Regions from separate parts of the Arachis hypogaea genome. Here region 1 is linked to region 2. A link is a contact called in public Hi-C data. All regions are on one chromosome and are shown on one strand. The core of a region is the stretch at or near the end of the contact, and the rest is flanking DNA. Distances in the headings are between cores, read along the strand shown.

What was found. Hi-C and Micro-C count contacts between places; a contact is called where the count stands out from the background.
Region 1: a contact with region 2 is called in a Hi-C map of leaf, with 3 times the contacts expected there. The contact joins the promoter of LOC112782732 here to the promoter of LOC112782974 in region 2. A contact is called at or near these places in 3 of 8 Hi-C or Micro-C datasets (leaf and an unstated tissue).

The regions. Positions count from the first base shown.
Region 1 is chr20:50,724,896-50,730,341 of arahy.Tifrunner.gnm2.J5K5, forward strand. LOC112782732 (glycoprotein 3-alpha-L-fucosyltransferase A) reads right to left here and starts at 2,452. Exons shown (of 7, transcript XM_025825280.3): 1 at 1,724-2,452; 2 at 819-979; 3 at 25-266. The coding sequence starts at 2,116.
Region 2 is chr20:50,423,720-50,428,676 of arahy.Tifrunner.gnm2.J5K5, forward strand. It overlaps LOC112782974 (ferredoxin--nitrite reductase, chloroplastic), which reads right to left and starts at 1,725. Exons shown (of 4, transcript XM_025825676.3): 1 at 1,097-1,725; 2 at 1-334. The coding sequence starts at 1,496.

The DNA of each region.
Region 1 (5,446 bases), core at 1,202-3,701, 300 kb after region 2:
TTTATTGCAATTATTAGAATGTACCTCTTCCATCATGGTTCCTATGACAACCGCCATAAGAATCAATCTTGATGTTTTCTTTTTCAAGGGCTTCAAGAGCTTGCAACCGAAAATTTCGAGCACCACAATTAGAAATGAATGCAGCTGCTAGAGCACTTTCACTTTTTGGCTTCACGGGTGCCATGATGTCATACTCAGCCCATGAGAAATATCCAACAGGAACATCAGATGATAGACTGGTTGTCATTACAATTTTATATCCCCTCCTAGAACATAGTGATGTTGAAATATTAGTTCATTTATTACACTATTTTTAAGCTTTTGAAAGGGAACATGCTCCAGCCTCTCCACCAAATAGAGAACACCAAAGAAAGAATAAACTCAATTGAGAAAAATAAAATCGTATACGCACAGTAATAAGTATTATGCGTTAATTATAACATGCAATGAAAAGTAGACAGTCACCAAATTGATTGAAACCCTGTACCACATAGCATATAGGTTATGTTCAATTTTATAGGATCAAACTCCCAAGCTTTAAGAAATAGTAGAAACTTTGTTCTCTACTTTACATTACCTACACCTTTTTCGATTTAACTTTAAAAATGAAGCAAAACAATTGTATCAAATTAAAGAAATATGTACCCTTGTAACCTCGCGGTTGTGTGTGTGTGTTTTGCGGGGGGGGGGGGGGGGGGGGGGGGAGGGGGGGGGTTTGTTTACCCACTTAAACTTTAATGGACCAAAAATAAAGCAGCCATATACAAAGTAAATGATCAAACCTAATGACTCAGCACTTTATATTCGTGCTTACCCACCGTCGTGCCATTGCAAGATTGTTCTCTGAGTAGTATTGTGCGGATTCCATCGATCGTAACACACTAGCTGTTCCAGATGGTTGAGGTAGCCCAAATGCAGCATCAGGTGTCCTATCCCCATCATAACCAAATTTGCATCCCACCGCACATGATTTCCACTCCTGAATTGCATGAACAAAAACTTCAGACAGACAGGAACAACCACACGGACTTTAAACATTTAGCAGGCGGTTACATACATGAACTTTTTGCAATCAACAATCAAACATGCCAACAAAATAGCATTGTAGCCGCAAAGAAATTCTTCAACATCACCCACAACAAGGAAGTAGTGAAGTCTACAACCAGTGCTAGAAAACATATGCATCCACAACAATTGTGATCAAGTACCAACCATTGCAATTCATAATATTGGCTACATATATTTCAAATTTGGATTTTGTTGCTTTCTCGTTTATAATTTATAATCAGCTTGATTACACTTCCTCATAAAATCCGTGACAGATCATGCCTCACAAAATCAGAATATCTAATCTTTGTCTGCCTCAGAAATCATCCTTTTCACATACAATATACAAATTCAAAACCTGCAAAGTAGATCCATGCCTCTAAGGCTCTAACAAGCCGATGTCCAAATAATATAAAAACTATACTAATTAGAGCAGAATGTGCTTGGAACTGCATACACTAATTTACTAACTCGTGAATAAACGAATAGTTAACTACCCTTTCAACCAAATGTGTGTCTAAATTTGCAAATTTCGGAAACCAAAAAAAGAAACATGCTATAACATACATACAATAATCTCTGAACAACAACTAGCTATTAAAAACTTCTATCAATTCAAAGTTACAAAAGAAAGATGGAAGAAAAAAGAAATAAAAAAGAAGAAAGAAATTGAAACCTGGTCAGCTCCAGTGACATAAACAGGTTCCTTGTTAAAATCCCTTTCATACGTTACAGAATCTTCTCTCTCCAACCACTCTTCGCAGCTCTCTGATTCCGAATTCTTTTTATTAGTTCTACCAACAAGCAAACCAAAATCTAAATCATCAGCACCATCCACCACGGACGCAGCACGTGACCGGTAGAAAAAGTCAGTGACCATAGCTGCGTTCTCCGCCATGTCGAGCCTCCCTAAAAACGCGATCTCCGCAATGACCACAAGTGCCACCACAAGAGGCATTAGATTCGAACATTTCCGCTTCGGAACCAAACCCAATTGAACCGATGAAACCGGTAAACCTTCGTGAGTTGACTCGGTTCTCGAGCCTCGCAGGTTCTGCACGAGACCCATCAATCAACGGATTCTAGCTCCAATTTCTCGATTCCTTCAATTTCCAATTTTAAATTGGCCGGAAAATCCGATTGGGGATGGAAAGGGAAGAACTTGGTGCCGTTATAGCTACGATTTCTAACCCACTTTCTACGATTTGAAAGAAGTGAGGGAAGAAGGATAAAAATGAAGACTTGTATTTTTTTTTTTTTTTGTCAGTGTAAGAGGTAAAGATTTTTCAAAGTAAACGGTGGGGTGGTGTGTTGAAGCTTGAACTCACTGAAACCAATGAGCAACACAACACGACGAAGGAAAATATGAACAAGTCCTTCTTTATATAATTGCATAGTCATATTCAGGTAATTCATTAAATATAAATCTTAAATATGGTATAATTGATTTATGAATTTTATAACAACCATAACAGCTACAGTAATTAGTAAATGCATATGGTAAATCCATTATAACTCAAATGACATAATTTTTTTATATTTATCTAAAATTTGGGATTCGAATCTTATTTCTAACTTTTTTATAACTCAAATGACATAATTTTTTTATATTTATCTAAAATTTGGGATTCGAATCTTATTTCTAACTTTTTTAAAAAAATAGTAAGTGCATATTAAAAAAAAAGATAAATATCAATTATTAAATTAATTATTTATAAAAAATATATATTAAAATATAAAATATATATTAAAAATAAATTAAATAATATATATTTATATATGAATTTTCAAAAAAATATTAGCATTGCTCCATTTTTTTGTCACTAAAAGTATAATAATTAATTTGATAACTAATTTTTTTATCTTTAACATATAATATTTTGATTTTACAATGATAAATTAAGTTGGCTCTTTTATAATAATCTAGTTATCAAAATATTATTATGGTGTCCTATAATTAGCTGACATTATGATAAAAGTAAGAGATTCATTTTAATCTTCCAATATACGGAATTAAAAATAAATATTTAAATTAATTTTTAAAAATTTAAATTAAATATTTTAATCTTTAATTATTTTTATTTTTTAAAAGTTTTTAAAAATTAATTATGTTAAAAAAATTGATTTTTTATTATTTTTAATTAAATTTTTAATATACGTGTTGAATAAATAAATTTTAACAAATTTTATTTAAAATAATTAGCTCCTAAAAATAAATTACTCCTTCTTTAAAAGGAGAGAGAAATCAATATGTCTGATGTAATTAATTTTTGTAAATTTTTAAAAGATAAAAAATTATTAAGAATTAAAGTGTTATATTGAAATTTTTTAAAGATCAATTTAAGTGTTTAAAAATTTAGTAATATAAATATTTTAAAAAATCAAATTAAAATTCACATTCTGAATACAATATTATCTAATAATAATAATTGTTCATACCCTAATGCAATAAATAAAAGTTAGGGTCAATAGATATAAAAAGTTCATCTAAAAAAGACGGCATACACCAGTATATCCGATTTCTTAAGAGAGATCGAACACCTACATAAGGGAGTTAGGCTATCTTGCCAAAACAGGTAGCTGCTTCCGAGAATCTTGATTGGAATCTTTATCTTCTTTGATAAGATAAGTCCTAACAAACTCTCAAGATAAAAGGGAACAATTATCTATCAGAAAAGATGGAACTAACAAGAGTGGTTATCAACTCTACTATAAATACACTGACACCCCTCAAGTATATTCATGTTCTAATCTACTAAACAAACCTGCCTAAATCCCTTGCTAACTTAAGCATCAGAGTCTCTTGCAAGTATCACCCCCACCTCCTCACGAGGAACTCGGACTGGCGGCACCTCGGCACCAAAGAGATCGGATGTTGCCATACAATGGGCTGGACCCCATGTTCAAGCCCAAATCAACATTTCAGGTAACCCTCGGAACATTGGTGCCGTTACTGGGAACTTGGAAATCACCTTCTGATACTGGCGGACCACCAGCAAGAAGACGGCCACATAGCATCTGAATATGAGCAAGAAGCTCAGCTAGAAGGCCAGGCCATCGTGCTCCCGCCTCCACCACAAAATCCTCAAGGGCCTCACGAGGAAGGGACTTTGGGAAATCCTCATCCAAGGAGGATCCATTCTGAAATCCATCATCGCGAGGATGAGGACCGCCCTCATACAACCAAGATCCTAGACCTGGTTCATGGCTAGGGGGATCGACTGGAACAGTTCGAACATAAGGTTGAACGACAGCGAAAAGTAGAACGGGAATTACGAAGAGAGGTGAAACGATGAAAGGAGCTAGAAGACAAGCTCCAGAAGCTGGAAGCTGATCTATGAAATAGGAATGACTGGGCAGATCGGGATGAAAGCCCCTTGAGAGGAGAAGATCCATTCATAGAAGAGATCATGAGGGCTAAAGTTCCCAGAAATATCAAATCACCTGATATGGATATTTATGACGGAACATCCGACCCAAGCCACCACCTTAGCAACTTCAAAAGCAGAATGTACATGGTCGACGCTTCTGATGCCACCCGTTGTAAAGCCTTCCCGACTACTCTAACGAAGGCGGTCATGAAGTGGTTCGATAATTTGCCACCCCGATCAATAACCAGTTTTGATGACCTTGCTAGAAAATTTATAACCAGATTCTCTATCCAAAAGTATAAAACCAAGTAAGCAAGAAGTCAGTAAAACTCTTCGTGACTATATGGAAAGGTTCAACAAGGCCTGCTTGAAAATTCAAAATCTGCCCACTGAAGTCGTCATCATGGGCTTAGTCAATGGTCTCAGAGAGGGACCATTCTCCCAGTCCATATCCAAACGATACCCGACTTCTATAAATAAAGTTCAAGAAAGGGCAAAAAAATACATCAACATAGAGGAAAATTCCCAACTTAGGGAACCTTTTCCACAGACAAACCTGCCCTACTACCCTTGGAAAAAGGAAAAGGAGCCCAAAAAGAGAGAAGAGCAGAATATAGAAAAGCCCAGAAAGTACCATAACTACACCGATTTAAGGGTCTCCCTAGTGGATGTGTACAAAGAAATATGTCATACAGAGAAGCTTCCACCTCCTCGTCCGATTAAGCACAAGAAAGCTGGAAGTCGGACAGAATATTACGAGTATCATAACCTCTACGAACATTCTACCAATGAATGTTACGGCCTGAAGAATGTCATAGAAAAATTAGCTAGAAAAGACCGACTTGACAGATACCTGGCTGACAGATTGGATGACTCGAGGAAAAGAAGATTGAATGAACAAGAGGGACGACCAAAACGCCCTTCTCACACCCCAGAACGAGATATACACATGATCAATGGGGGTTTGCAGGAGGAAGAATATCAAAATCCTCACGAAAAAAATACCTCAAGGAGGTATATCAAGTCAG
Region 2 (4,957 bases), core at 475-2,974:
CCAAGAAAATTATTGGTAATAAATTGTGACAAGAAGTTGGTGTAAGGTCTTGTATCAACAATCTCACGAGGGTCAATGCCAGCAAGAGGGTTACCAACAGGGTTCCTCACATTGTCCATCCCACTCTGCAAACTTGTCAACCCAACCTCTGCCAGACCTTTCAAGATTTCCGGCACGTCAGACAGCACCACTCCTCTGATCTGCCAGTTCTGCCTTGTCGTCACGTCGGCGCAACCATCTTTTCCATACTTCTTTATCACGCTTGCTAAGTACCGCGTCTGCGCGCTTGTTGTTATTCCGTTTGGAAGCTTCAGCCTCATCATGAACCTTCCATCTGAATTTCACCAATCCAACATATAATTTGAGTAATATTAGGTAACCATCTTTTTTCACCCAATATCAGCTAACTTTTTTAAAATTATTCTGTTTATCTTAAATTTTAGATTCTAAATCATCAATCTTAAATTATAAATCTAAACACTAAAATTGACTGACTAAAAATTGGTTTCCTACATTTTCTCTTTATACAGAGATATGATCGTGTCACGGGAAAATATGAAAACGTATAATTAAAAAATTTAATCAAATAATATAACAATTTCAATTTTCAATTATCATTTTCAAATAGAAACATCTCACCTGATTTATTATAGTTTGTAACCTAAATGATGATGAGAAGAATTATACCTACTATATTTGTGATTTTACTTACACGTGGTTACTATATACACAAAGATGTGATCATGTGAAAATGTTGGCATGAAGATGTAAAACATGAATAAATTAAATAATATAACAGTTTTAGATTCATCTATCGTTTTCATAAGACATATTGTTAGTTCAAAACAAAAGAAAAAGAAGCACGATGATACAAAGATTATACAAACACCACAATCAACAGTTAAAAACAAAGAACCTAACTAATCGAATGTGCTCTCTTCAAGTTTTCGACAAACTAGTCCTTTTCAAGATTATATGATTTCTAGACAACTAAACCAAAACATATTACGAAAGAAGAAAAATCAATTGTTGGAAGAAAAATAAAAAAATAAAGGTTGATGATGAGAAATATACACATATATATAGTTAGACTTACATTGATGCTTTCTCCTATGAAAAAGTCCAAGCCATTTGAGCCTAATATCAATATCATCTTTGGTAAGCTTAGAACTCTCAATCTCCTCAAGAGATATCTTAGAAAGTTGTTCAATACCATTCTCCATGAAAAGCTTCATTGGGTCCGATTCAAGCTTCACCTTCTCCTGAGGGTTGATGCCTCCCCTGTACTCTTCTTTCAGAACCCAGTAACCGTCTCTTTGCTCCACTCTAGGCTCCAACCTGGAGGCGTCCACCTCCGAAGGAGGGGGAGGAGGAGACGTGGCCGGAGCCGCCGTGGGAGTGGTGGCCGAGAGGCATGTTGGTGTCTTCGGGCGGCAAGAGAGGGAGGAGGGGGAGCATGGTGGTGGGGTGAGAAAGCGAACAGAGAAGGAAGACATGATGATGTTTGTGTATGTTATGGTGATGGCGGTGAGGGAGAAGGAGAATGAAAAGAGTGAACATCTTTGTAGGGATAAGAGGTTGGGACTTGGGAGTGAAAGGGGACCTTAGGAGATAGCAAGAGCTTCTTTCTTCATATCTATGTCCTTTCGCTCCTACTAAAGGTTATCTTGTTTTCTTCTCACCCCATAAACATCTTAAATTCAAATTACAAAAAAAAAAAATAAATAAATAAATAAATAAAAAAGATTATTTATACATTATTTTCAATCATTATTTATTTATATATAAAATTATAAACACATAATTTTTAATTTATTTTTAATATATATTTTATATTTTAAAATATATTTAATTTGATAAAATTAAAGATATTCGTATTATTGTATTCATAGAATTAGTTATATGTAGTTGGTTTTAACTTTTAAAAAGAAGTAATTATTTGAAACGGTTAGTTTTAAACTAAAAAAAATAAGTACATTCGTATTATTTTTAAATTAAAAATTTTACATTAAAAAATTTTAAAATAAATTTATTCTTATTATTTTAAAATTTTTAATTTAAATAAATATATTTTTATTATTTTAAATAATTTTAAAATTAATAAAAATAAATTTATTTAAAATGTTTAAATTTTAAATTTTAAATAATATACTCTTATTATTTTAAATAAACCATATTCTTTTAATTTAAAAATAATATGAGTGCATGTATTTCTTAATTTAAAATTAATAATTTTAAATTGTTAATTTTTTAATTGAATAAATATAATTAATCATATTAATATAAAAATAAAAATATGTTTATTTTTATTAAATTGAATTATATTGTTAATTTAAATTATATTTATTTAAAATTTAAATTTAACAATTTTATATTTTTAAATTATTTAAAAAAAGTTAAATTAATTATAAATATAAAAATTGCTAATACCATCCAAATCGTATCAGAACATAAATAAATTTGTCAAATTCAATAGCTAATTCTATGTAAATAGACAAGTTTATTTTTTTTCCCCCAAAGATAGTAGGTTATATTTCATTAATTATTGAAAAATGAAATACAAAGATGTCTAAAAGCAGGACAGCATAATGAAAAGTGGGGATTTCCCAAAAACACTACACTGAAGGTATTCATCCATCGGTGCATGGTCGAAAAACGAAAAAAAAATCTTAAAGAAGAAAGAATGATAAATCAAATTGAATGCAACTAAGAGCTTGCCTCATGGAGATGACGACCTAAACTGGGAGTTCTTTGGATTTCACGGAGCAACTTGACAGAGCTTGCTAGAATGGCAGACGGCATTGAAGTAGAACCTTCAAAAGTCAACTGGTTGCGAGCTTTCCAGCAGTTCCAGCAAATGATGGCAAGTAATTGAGGATTACGGTCAGCATTCTTCAACGGGTTAAGCATCTCTGTTGATGCAATCCACCATGTCCAAAAGTCGTTAAGACTCTGAGGGGGAAGACAATCACGAAGATAACTCTGAGACCATACATCTTTAATTCTAGAGCAATCGATCAAACAATGAGTGACTGTTTCGGTTGCTTCATGACAGCAGGGGCATATTGGTGATATAGATGGGATGCGGTGATAAATCTGAGCAAGCACCGGGAGCCGACCATGGAGAGCTTTCCAGATAAATAGCTTAATTTTGTGAGGCAAGTTCAACTTCCATAGATCAATCCACGACTTTTTCTATTGCATATAATTAGGGCAAAGCTCCAGAGGCGGATGGTAAAATAAATAGTCAATTCTGTAACATGAAGCTGTATCATATTGTTTGGATTTGTTCAAATCCCATTGTAATTTGTCCCTACTCTGCTGAATTTTAACTGACAAAATCCTGTTTGCAACGTCTTGGGGAAATAATTCTTGAATAAGATTCTGATTCCAATTCCTATCTTCAGTAATTAGATCTTTAACTCTTGGAACCAACTCAGAGATAGCTTGTCTATTTGGCATGTCAGAAATCTTTAAAGGATACGGAGGAGGCAGCCAAGGATCCTCAAAGATTCGGATATTCTCTCCAGTACCCACAGCCCAATTAAGACCTTTTTCAATAATCTTTTGGCCTTCCAGTATGCTCCTCCATCCCCAAGAAGGTAAGACTCCAATTTCTGCCGTTATAACATTACCATTGCTAAAGTATTTACCTCTTAGGATTTTGGATAATAAGGAAGTAGGCTGTGTTACAAGTCGCCAAAACTGTTTGCCTAAAAGCGCCAGATTTTGGATTCTGAGATCTTTAAATCCAAGGCCTCCTTCTTTTCGTGGGCGAGTCATAGTGTCCCAGCTAATCCAAGCCATCCGCCTTTCGGAACCTTTTTGTCCCCACCAGAACTGAGAAAGTAGAGAGTGAATTTCCGAGATTAAACCATCAGGCAACTTGAAGCAAGACAATGTATAAATAGGAATAGCTTCTCCCACTGCCTTAAGCAATACATGTCTACCACCTGACGATAGAAGATTGTGCTTCCATCCTTGGATTCTTTTCTGAACCTTTTCTTTGATCATACTAAAAGAAGCCTTTTTCGATTTAGAGACTGTAGAAAGCAAACCAAGGTATTTATCCTGAGCCCCAATATGATTAATATTCATAGAGTTAGCCAGTAGTGTACGAGTAGTGGAGGGAGTGTTGTGGCTAAAGAATACAGCAGATTTATTAAGATTTATCCTCTGGCCACTGATGTTTTCATAAGAATTCAATAAATGCAGGATATTTGAACATGCTTCAGGATTAGCCTTACAGAATAAGATGGAATCATCAGCAAAGAGGAGGTGGTTGACCTTGGGACATCACCTATGTATCTGAAGACCCTGAATTAGTCTGTTTTGTTCTGCCTTGTGTAGTAAGAAGGAGAGACCTTCTGCACAGAAAAGAAAAAGATAGGGAGATAGAGGATCTCCTTGTCGAATACCTCTATTTGGTTTGAAGAAACCATAAGGTTGTCCTTCCACAATAACAGAATAAGAAACAGTTGTCACTAATTCTCGAATCCACATGATCCACCGGGAGTCAAAACCAAACTTCTCCAATATAAACCAAAGAAAGTGCCATTCCACCCTATCATATGCCTTACTCATATCTAGTTTTAGCGCCATTTCATTTTCGAGTCCCCTTTTTTTGTTCTTCAAGTAATGCATACACTCGTGAGCAATTAGGATATTATTAGAGATTAATCTGCCTTTAATAAAAGCACTCTGCGTAGGGCTAATTAGTCTATTCATCATACCCTGAAGTCTATGTACAAATACTTTGGAGATAATCTTGTAAAAGACTGAAGATAGGCTTATTGGTCTTACCTGAGTCATATCTTTAGCATCAGAAGTCTTGGGAATAAGACAGATCTGAGTGTGATTAAAACCCTTCAAAATTCTGCCCCCTGAAAAGAAGCTCTTAACTGCTCAAAATACATCACCACTAAGTATGTTCCAGAAGCTTTGAAAAAATTTTGCT